Linked DNA regions of Sus scrofa: all the other regions are linked to region 3. Evidence: chromatin contacts called from public HiChIP or PLAC-seq data. All regions are on one chromosome and are shown on one strand. Each heading gives the region's core, a stretch centred on a gene start, on an enhancer-like site or on the middle of the called end of the contact. The rest is flanking DNA. Distances are from core to core; before and after follow the strand shown. Region 1 holds the start of OSTC (oligosaccharyltransferase complex subunit OSTC). Region 2 holds the start of RPL34 (60S ribosomal protein L34). Region 3 holds the start of GAR1 (H/ACA ribonucleoprotein complex subunit 1).

Region 1 (2,771 bases), core at 150-2,649, 1.0 Mb after region 3:
AAGAGGTCTAGCATATGAAGCCTTATTTATTAAGAAAAAAAAAAAAAAAAAAAGCCACACTCACTTTAAATGGTTTATTTGATGCAGCACCTATTAAGGTGCTAAGCAAATGTTAATGCTAATGCAATGCTAGGACAGTATCTTATCAACATAAAAAATATGTGATATGTAATTTATTTAAATGAACATAAGGTAACTGTAGCTATTCTAGATTTGAGAGGAGGTTGAATCCAAAGGTTCATCCTAGAACTAAGCTCACATGATTTCAGATACTTCCTTCTTCAGTGCCAACTATTCTTAAAAATATGTATAAAAATGAAGAGGTCCACAACAATCCCTTAAAAGTAGAACTATCTGCTCTTGCTGTCCCTCATCTGTTGAGCTTTAATTTTATAATTTCCAAATTAAATACCCCACTTCCCCAAATCTGAAAGTGCAGTAGCAGTGTTGACTAAATCATGAAACTGCGGCTTGAAAGGGTGGTGGCTATGAAAAGACCGTAGCTGGATTGCCAACTCACCACTATACAAAGCGACGCCCCCTTTGCAAAGGGCAGGATAAGATGATTATGCAGAAGTGTTCGAAAGTAATGCTATTTTCCTTATTCTTTGAATTCTCAACTTCCGCTCTCTGATACGCTACCTTCTGCAAATCTCTTAGCTCAAATATGTATCAAAACTCCTTTCATATTTATTGCTGAGCGGGCCAAAAACAAGACCAAACTCTTAGTTTTGAGCTCACAAACCTAAGGACTGTCCAGTCTCTTCCAAGTTTCCAGAGACCGTGGACAAAGAGAAGGTAAAAGTGCCAAGACCTTTTGGCCAACCAAGGAGATAGAATGGGCCAGAAGAGATTTTCCCAGGGTCTTTGTCAAACGACTTAAGGCATGCAATAAAAAATACAACAATCTGGGCTTGAAAAATACATTATTCGACTCGGATGACTTGGCTAAGAGACCAGAAAAGGGATGGCAACGGGAGTGAGAACATTAATTCTCTCAAAATATAGGACAGGGCGTGAGGGCAAATAAACCTTCAGACCGTTAACACTTGGGACCCCAGAACTTCCCTCCACCCTCCGAAAAGATCGAGAGCAGAGCGATGCTTTCCCAGGCTGAGAGGCGACTGATCAGACGCGCCCCCGCCGGCTCTCCGCGCCTCGGCGCCTCTGGAGCCCCAGCCAGGCCGAGTTACCTCCGGTGATGAGGAAGTAAGACACCACCACCAGAGCGTACACAGTCATAGCCGACGGCATGTGCACCCAGGGCGGCTTCTTCAGCTTCAGGTTGGGGCATTCGAGCACTAAGAACGGGACTCGGTACAAAGTCTCCATGTTGGTGGCGGCAGGGACTGCTCTCGGCCTCAAGCCCCACGCGCCACCCGGAAATGGGCCCGCCCTCCCCTTCTCCGGCGCATGCGCGGGGAGGGAATGGCAGGTCTGCAAAGCTCAGTGGCAGTTTACACACTCATAGAAGAAAAGAAGAAACCATAAAAACAAATAAGTGTCATGACTTAAAACAATGTATCTTTTAATGTCTTGAAACAAAACAATTTCGTGAAGCAAAAATTTAAATTAAAAGCTCGGTTATTTCCAGTTAATAAGCAGGTGATTTATGTACCTTCACGGACCTGCAGGGCTTCAGACGTGGCCAAGCGAGAGGAGGAGAGGGAACGGAATCCGCCTGAGCCCCGCCCACTTGCTGACGCTAGGGATTTGGAAGCTGATTGGACGCGGGACGCTCTAGTTTCCCAGAGCCAGAGGATGAATGAAGAGGTTGGGAAATCTCTGCTTTTCTTATTAGCGGGTTTTTCAAGAGCTTGAGAAAGCCCTAGGTTGCTGAGCTTTTACTTCCTGATGTGGCAGTGGTGATAGCAATAACAGTTGTTGGAGTTCCCGCTGTGGCGCAAAAGGATCAGGGTCTCAGGAGAGCTGGGATGCAGGTTCGATCGGCCAGCCAGGCACAGTGTTAGGGAGCTGGCGTTGGCACAGCTGCGGCTTAGGTCACAACTGCAGATCGGATCTGACCCCTGGCCCAAGAACTCCATATGCCGCGGGGCGGCCAAAAAAGGAAAAAAATAAAAATAACAATTGTTCACTCTAATCGCTAAATTAATATAAAATTTAAAAATATATATCCAGTTTAGATCTCTCACAAAGGTCAAGAAGACAGCTCTACAAGATGCCTAACGTGGATAACTTGACACGACCAAAATACTATTTTAAATAACCTGTGCCCTCCCCTGTTTTCGTAAATGCTAAAATCTTTCGGGTTGAAAATCTTGAAATCATCCGGGTTTCTCTCTTTATTAAACATCCATATCCAAAATATCAGCAGGCCTTTTGGGCTGTACTATTAAAAATATCTTTAATTCATCCACTACTTTCCATTCCATATTTACCAGTCTATTGGAAGCCACTATCATCTCTTGCCTGAGCTATGTTTATATTCCAAGTGGAAGAAATGACATGAAAGAGAATTTGTCTTTAGGGATAGACTAGATAGCCTAAACAAGTTTTTTGCTTTCTGTTTAGTTTTTCTTTTCGGTATACTCTCTTAAGATTCTGCAAGTATCTGTTTCCTTTTAGAATAAGCGTTCAAATGACTGATTATATAAATCCAGACTGATAGTTTTATTTTTGAGCCAATGATTATATAAATAAAGACTGATACTTTTATTAGTGAGCCAATGTTTTGTGCTCTCTGTTTGTTACTGAGCTCAGGGTTTTTTACAGGATGGAATGCTTTGGTTCTGTACTTTCAGTTAGTGATT
Region 2 (2,756 bases), core at 9-2,508, 1.1 Mb after region 3:
CTCAGGGGCCTTGGAACAATCCTCCAAGATACTGAGGGATAGCCATACTTATATAAATTAATTAAATGTGGCAGGGGCTGATATTCTGATTATTAGGCCTTCCCCTCCAAGAGTCTGATTCTGTTTGGAACAGTGTCCAGAAAAGTGCAAATCTTAAAAATCCTGGAATTAAAGGAAAAGCATGCCATTTTCGGGGACCACAAAGTCCACGGGCTAACAGACACAAATGTCACTAGGATTAAACGACAACAGGAGTTCTGCCCACCGCAATAGCTACTCAGGGTTCAGTGTTTTGCCCCAAAGAGACATCTGGGTCAAGTTAAGTGCCATTTAATACTAATTCTGGTATTGGCCCAAGTGTCTCTGAATTATGACATCTGTTTTGTTTTTCTTTATCAACTAGAAATAATACTGAATGATGATGTTTAGCAAATCGGTTACATAGGTACACATGAGCGACTCATTTTCCAGTGAACTACCCAAAACATAAGCAAGACTTTAATCAACCTAGTTTATGTCAAATCTTGTCACCTTTCTTCACAGCATGTTACTTAAAAAAAAAACAGCCTGCATCTGTTGTTACAAGCTCCTTACTAACATTACACTGGGAACTGTCAGACACCAAAACCGACATGGAAAGCTAATGCAATAGTGACCCAATTAGCCGTTTCCTTCTACAAAATCAAGACAGAAAACTCCCTATTAAAACACTGGCTTTGGGAAAAAAAACCTCGATTTTGAAAGGATCAGAAGATGCTGGTCGTCCCGCAGGACAACCCCCGCCCCTCGCCAAAGCCTGGAGAACAGCTACCCGATCGGGGTTAACACGAGAGCGTAATTATGAGAACGTGCAGCGATTTCAGAGTCCACCAGCCAAACAACAACTCGTTCGTCTCCGAGCTCCCCTTCGCAGTATTCGCTGGACTGCGACTGCGCAGGCGGCAAAGCCACGGGTGGTGAGCTCGGGTCACCTACTGCTCCGGAGGGGAGATAGGGAATCGAGAGGTGTCTGAAGCTAAAAGCCGAGAAATTGTTCATCACCAGCCTCCCACCTAAGCCTTTACTCCCACGCCAACTCAAAAAACTGTGCCTGGGAGATCCTGACTCCTATAAGTCCCTGGATGGCGGCCGATTGCAAAGGCAGTAGCGATAAGAAAAAGAGAAGAGCAACCATACCTGTGGATACCGTCCCCGGAAGAGGAAAGGGAAGGTCTCGCGAGCGCAAAGGTCAAATACGACTGCGCATGACAGGAAGTTACATCAGAGGAAGAGGCGTGATGGAGAGAACGACGTCGCCATGTTGTACGGAAGCTACGCAGCTCCATACAGTGGGCGGGGATTCATAGCGCTGTTGGGTTGTACGGCAAGCGCCTCCTTGGAGCGGGATGCGCCCCAGCCATCCCCAACAGCGCCACACAAAGATCTCTCAGCAATCGCTGTAGAAGCAAAATATTGAGGGAGCTGCGAAGCGCAGAGGTGGGACAAAATCAACTATTTTTCCGTTCTCAAGTGCGCTGCAACACGTTTAGCCAAAAGAGCGCCAGCTTTTGAGTTAGACCTGGGTTTAAATCTCTATTTTGACACATATCATTAGATAACTTTTCAGGAATTACTGTCTTTAACCGTTTCTTATTTTTCGTTGTCATTCATCCAAAGCACAAGCTTTACGAATTAGGATTTTAACCCAGTATTTGCTAGTTATCAGTTGCGTTACATTGGGCGAGTCCTTAAATCTCTAAAGAGGAACGTATTCGTAACTACCATGCAGAGTTGGGTCGTGATCAAAGGCATCATGAAGTTCAAGCACTTAGCGCAGTGTCTTGTAGAGTGAGTGTTCAATAAATGGTGGCTAATCTTATGATTATGTACAAAGGGTTTCTAGAGGCTTCACTTGTGTGGTAACGTCTGATCTGGGCCTTAAAGATGAGGAGGAAGAAAAAAGAAAAACCTCTAAAATAGCATGTAAATGTTTACATTAAGTGTCTATCTGCATTTTTCAGAGGACAGGGGAAAATATCCTTAGGTTTCATTATATTGTTAAAGGGGTTCGTGACCTCCAAAAAAGTAAAGAACACTTTCCCTGGGCTCTAAGGAAGAATGCTAAAAAGGGTCTTTACATTTTTAATCTTAGATTAGGCTCCCTGGAAACATATTGAGAGAGAGTTATATGCTGGTGTATTCAGGAGTGCTCTTAAAAAATACACCTGTTGGGAAGTGAGCAAGGTAGGATCAGAGGACCCACACTGTAGATGAAACCGAGGCTTCAGCTATTCCAGCAGAGAGCTCTGTATTGGGGATGGCTCCTCACAGCTGTCCCAAACTGGCAAGGAAACTGGGCCTTTGCGTTCCCACATCAGACAGTCTTTGGTCCGGCTGCTCCCTATTTACAGGTGTGGCAGCTTCCTGAAACTGAGAACAGTGTCCTGTGACCCAGTCAATATCCTTGGCCCAGAAGAGAGGATTTGCATAGAGCCGCCCAGTGGCCACTCAGGTCCCCTTCTAAGTGGGGCCTGTTCATTCCGTCGCGCCTCACATCAGTGCCACCTTTGTCACCACACCGGATGGAAGGCTCTGGTTATAGCCCTCCCCTGGCCGACTCTCACATAATTCCTTCTCCCCTGACTCTGTAGTTACTTCTTTCCTTCCCAATCTGTCACTTTTAGTTCTCGAGACTCCCTTTGTCGCTGTACCAGGTATTGAGATGGAGGCTGGGATAGAGAAGCAAGTGTGGTTTTATTTATTTATTTATTTTTACA
Region 3 (2,736 bases), core at 52-2,551:
TAGAGGGTTAGATCCTGACTAGTATCCATGAGGATGCGGGTTCCATCCCTGGCCTCGCTCAGTGGGTCAAGGATCCAAAGTTGCCACAAGCTGTGGTGTAGGTCGCAGACATGGCTCAGACAACACAGTGTAGGCTGGCAGCTGCAGCTTTGATTAGATCCCTGGCCTGGGAACTTCCATATGCTACAGGTGCTGCCCTAAAAAGTAAATGTCTCCCTTTCCGCCCAAGCTCAAGTTCCAACTCCACGATGCGGTCTGTGTTTCCTTCAGCTTTCTGAAGGAAAGTCAATTTAAGTCAGTTTACAGCCTTGCCATAGACTTGACTCCTCAACCAAGCAGCAGCCTCGGTATGACAAGAGCGAGCTGCTAGATCTATCTTTCAGCACCCAACTCCTTGTCAAACTTCCTAATAACACAAATCCACAAACTCTGCCCCCCCTCCCCCTCCGCTCCCAAGCAGCCCAAACTCAGAAGCCGACATACACACGACTTGTTCCGGAGGTCCTTGGTCTTGGCCTTTGTTAAAGCCTCCGCGGCCGCCCCCACGTCCAAATCCTCCTCTGCCGCCGCCGCCTCTGAAATTACCGCCGCCTCCACCTCGGAAGTGGTTGTTGCCGCTGCCGCCGCGACCGAAGCCGCCACCTCGATTAAAGCCTCCACGACCCCCGCCTCGAAAAGACATGCTTGCTCCTACCTAGAGAGAAAAACAGTGCATGCTTTTCGGTTGCTATGGCCTCTGGGTACACCAACTAACCCCTCTAGGCTTCGGTCAGAAGCTATAGAGAAACAACAATAATAAGCAACCCGCCACCTCAGCCACGGCTGGGCAGCCCGTGACCAGCCGAAAGGATGTCACCTCCCCGTAGCCCTGTGAGCGCCAGCAGACCACGCACCAGCCCCGTCGCCCCCGGTGAGTACCTCCTCCCCCAGCAAGCAGCAAGTTCTTCAGCCACATCCCCTCCCTCCCTCTGCTGGGTTCAGGGTCCAGCATTCTCGGACTACCCGCCACTCACCGGCGCCACGTGCACCTCAGGGCTGGGCGCGCACACCCACCCGCCCGGTACTTCCGCCGCGCACGAGCCTCTTCGGCCGCCGTACGGGCACAAAATAGGGGGGCAGGAAAACTGACTAGAAATTCGAAAAACGGGTGTGCAAAACCAGCCAGTCTCCAACAGAACCAGAGACGCTGTCACCTGTCCGAAACAGCCTTCAGCTCTGGACGAGTATCAGTAATATCTAACGTCAACCGCTAGTTTACGACAGCAAGGTCCACTTGCCTAATGGGAGCAGAGGAAGTGACGTAAAATAGCGGCGTCCTTTGCGGCATGACGTTACTCGCCGGAACTTCTGCCCCGCGAGGTTGCCCTTGGCGATGGTTGGCATCAGGCACCGCCCCTCTCCCAGTGGCGAGGCGGGCTTGCAGTGGGAGCCAGTTGTCCTTGTGTCCTGGTTTCTCTGGCTATGTTGCGGTCCCCTTGTTGCTCACTTGGTTGAGACTCTAGCAACTACGCTGTCCAGGGCTCTGAGCCGCGCTTTGCTGGGAGGTGGATTTGGCTGCGACGGAACCCAGTGGAAGGACTTGCCTGCGTTCTTTAGTGCCGCTTGTTCCGATTTTTTGAAGTACGCAAGACTGTGAGCTGTGCTGCACCCGTCGTTCACTGTGGTTTCACTAAAGGAAGAAAAAAATGCGTGTGTGTGTGTGTATTTTAAAAGAAACTGTGTTATCTGATATAGCCAGGCCATATTTATATCTTTTGTATTAGAGAGTTTTTTACTTTGTCAAATACGTTTTGACCACAGTCGGTACACTATACTACAAGTCCCTCTCCCCTTCTATCTTTAAGCCTTTGAAATCTGACTTGACCTTCCGCTAGAATTTCTCTACCAAAGAAAGCTAGCGTCTATTTATTAAATTTCGTTGGTTTCTTTTCATTGAATCGTCTGAGACCTTACCTTAATATTTAACAGTCAGCCTCTTTTTTGAAAGAATGGGATCAGTACCATTTTCAGAGGGTAATTTACATTGTGGAAGAACTTAGTAAACTTAACTATGGAAGTATAGAATTAGTTTGTCTTACACACTGAAGTATAAGCTTCTTGAGAAAGCACCTAGTTTGGTAGACGAATTTTTATTCAGATTTGATAAATGTACTTTAAATTCTATACATCATACAGATGTAGAATTATTCATATGTTCAGTGTTTTATCTCCATCCGGTGTCCCACTTTTATCTCCAACTCAGTGTGACGAGACCATTGAACTTTTATGGGACCTTCAAGAATACACGGTGCCCTTTTATTTTGCATGTAAATGAGGTAACTTTCTCATCTCGTTAGAGGGACAAACTAGAAACATGGATTCTCACAGTTCTTGATCCCTTTTCTGCACCGCCATTGCAAGCTCACTCCTTCCTCTTCCAGATTATTCATCATTCCAATTCCCTGTTTGTCCTCATGGTAGCATCATACTCTTGGTTTCCAAATCTTTGGACTCAAACCTTTGAGCACTCCTCTGTCATCGTTGTCATCATTCCACCCAACCTTGGCTTTGAAGTCTCTTTTTTCTGAAACTATCAATTTCTACTGATTCCTTCTAGCTTTGTACAGTCATCACAGGCCTTCTTTTGTCACTGTTATTCCTTCCCTAAATCACCCAATATAATCTACAACAACTCAGGTCCAGAAATAATAGTAGTGAACTACAACATCCTCACATTCTGAGCATCTTTATTGTCTC

What was found. HiChIP or PLAC-seq counts read pairs in DNA pulled down with a chosen protein or histone mark.
Region 1: an H3K27ac HiChIP or PLAC-seq map of alveolar macrophages shows a contact between it and region 3. The contact joins the promoter of OSTC here to the promoter of GAR1 in region 3. A contact is called at or near these places in 1 of 5 promoter capture datasets (liver), 3 of 47 Hi-C or Micro-C datasets (embryonic fibroblasts, fibroblasts and subcutaneous adipose tissue) and 2 of 2 datasets of contacts at active chromatin or transcription factors (alveolar macrophages and skeletal muscle).
Region 2: a contact with region 3 is called in an H3K27ac HiChIP or PLAC-seq map of skeletal muscle, with 11 times the contacts expected there. The contact joins the promoter of RPL34 here to the promoter of GAR1 in region 3. A contact is called at or near these places in 2 of 47 Hi-C or Micro-C datasets (fetal heart ventricle and skeletal muscle) and 2 of 2 datasets of contacts at active chromatin or transcription factors (alveolar macrophages and skeletal muscle).

The regions. Positions count from the first base shown.
Region 1 is chr8:113,445,797-113,448,567 of Sscrofa11.1, forward strand. OSTC (oligosaccharyltransferase complex subunit OSTC) reads right to left here and starts at 1,400. Exons shown (of 4, transcript XM_003129258.4): 1 at 1,194-1,400. The coding sequence starts at 1,332.
Region 2 is chr8:113,470,800-113,473,555 of Sscrofa11.1, forward strand. It overlaps RPL34 (60S ribosomal protein L34), which reads right to left and starts at 1,259. Exons shown (of 5, transcript XM_005666943.3): 1 at 1,177-1,259. LOC102161553 (a long non-coding RNA gene) reads left to right here and starts at 1,316. Exons shown (of 6, transcript XR_002346833.1): 1 at 1,316-1,476.
Region 3 is chr8:112,412,976-112,415,711 of Sscrofa11.1, forward strand. GAR1 (H/ACA ribonucleoprotein complex subunit 1) reads right to left here and starts at 1,302. Exons shown (of 7, transcript XM_003129252.3): 1 at 1,014-1,302; 2 at 484-694. The coding sequence starts at 682. LOC102157627 reads left to right here and starts at 1,340. Exons shown (of 2, transcript XR_001304070.2): 1 at 1,340-1,620.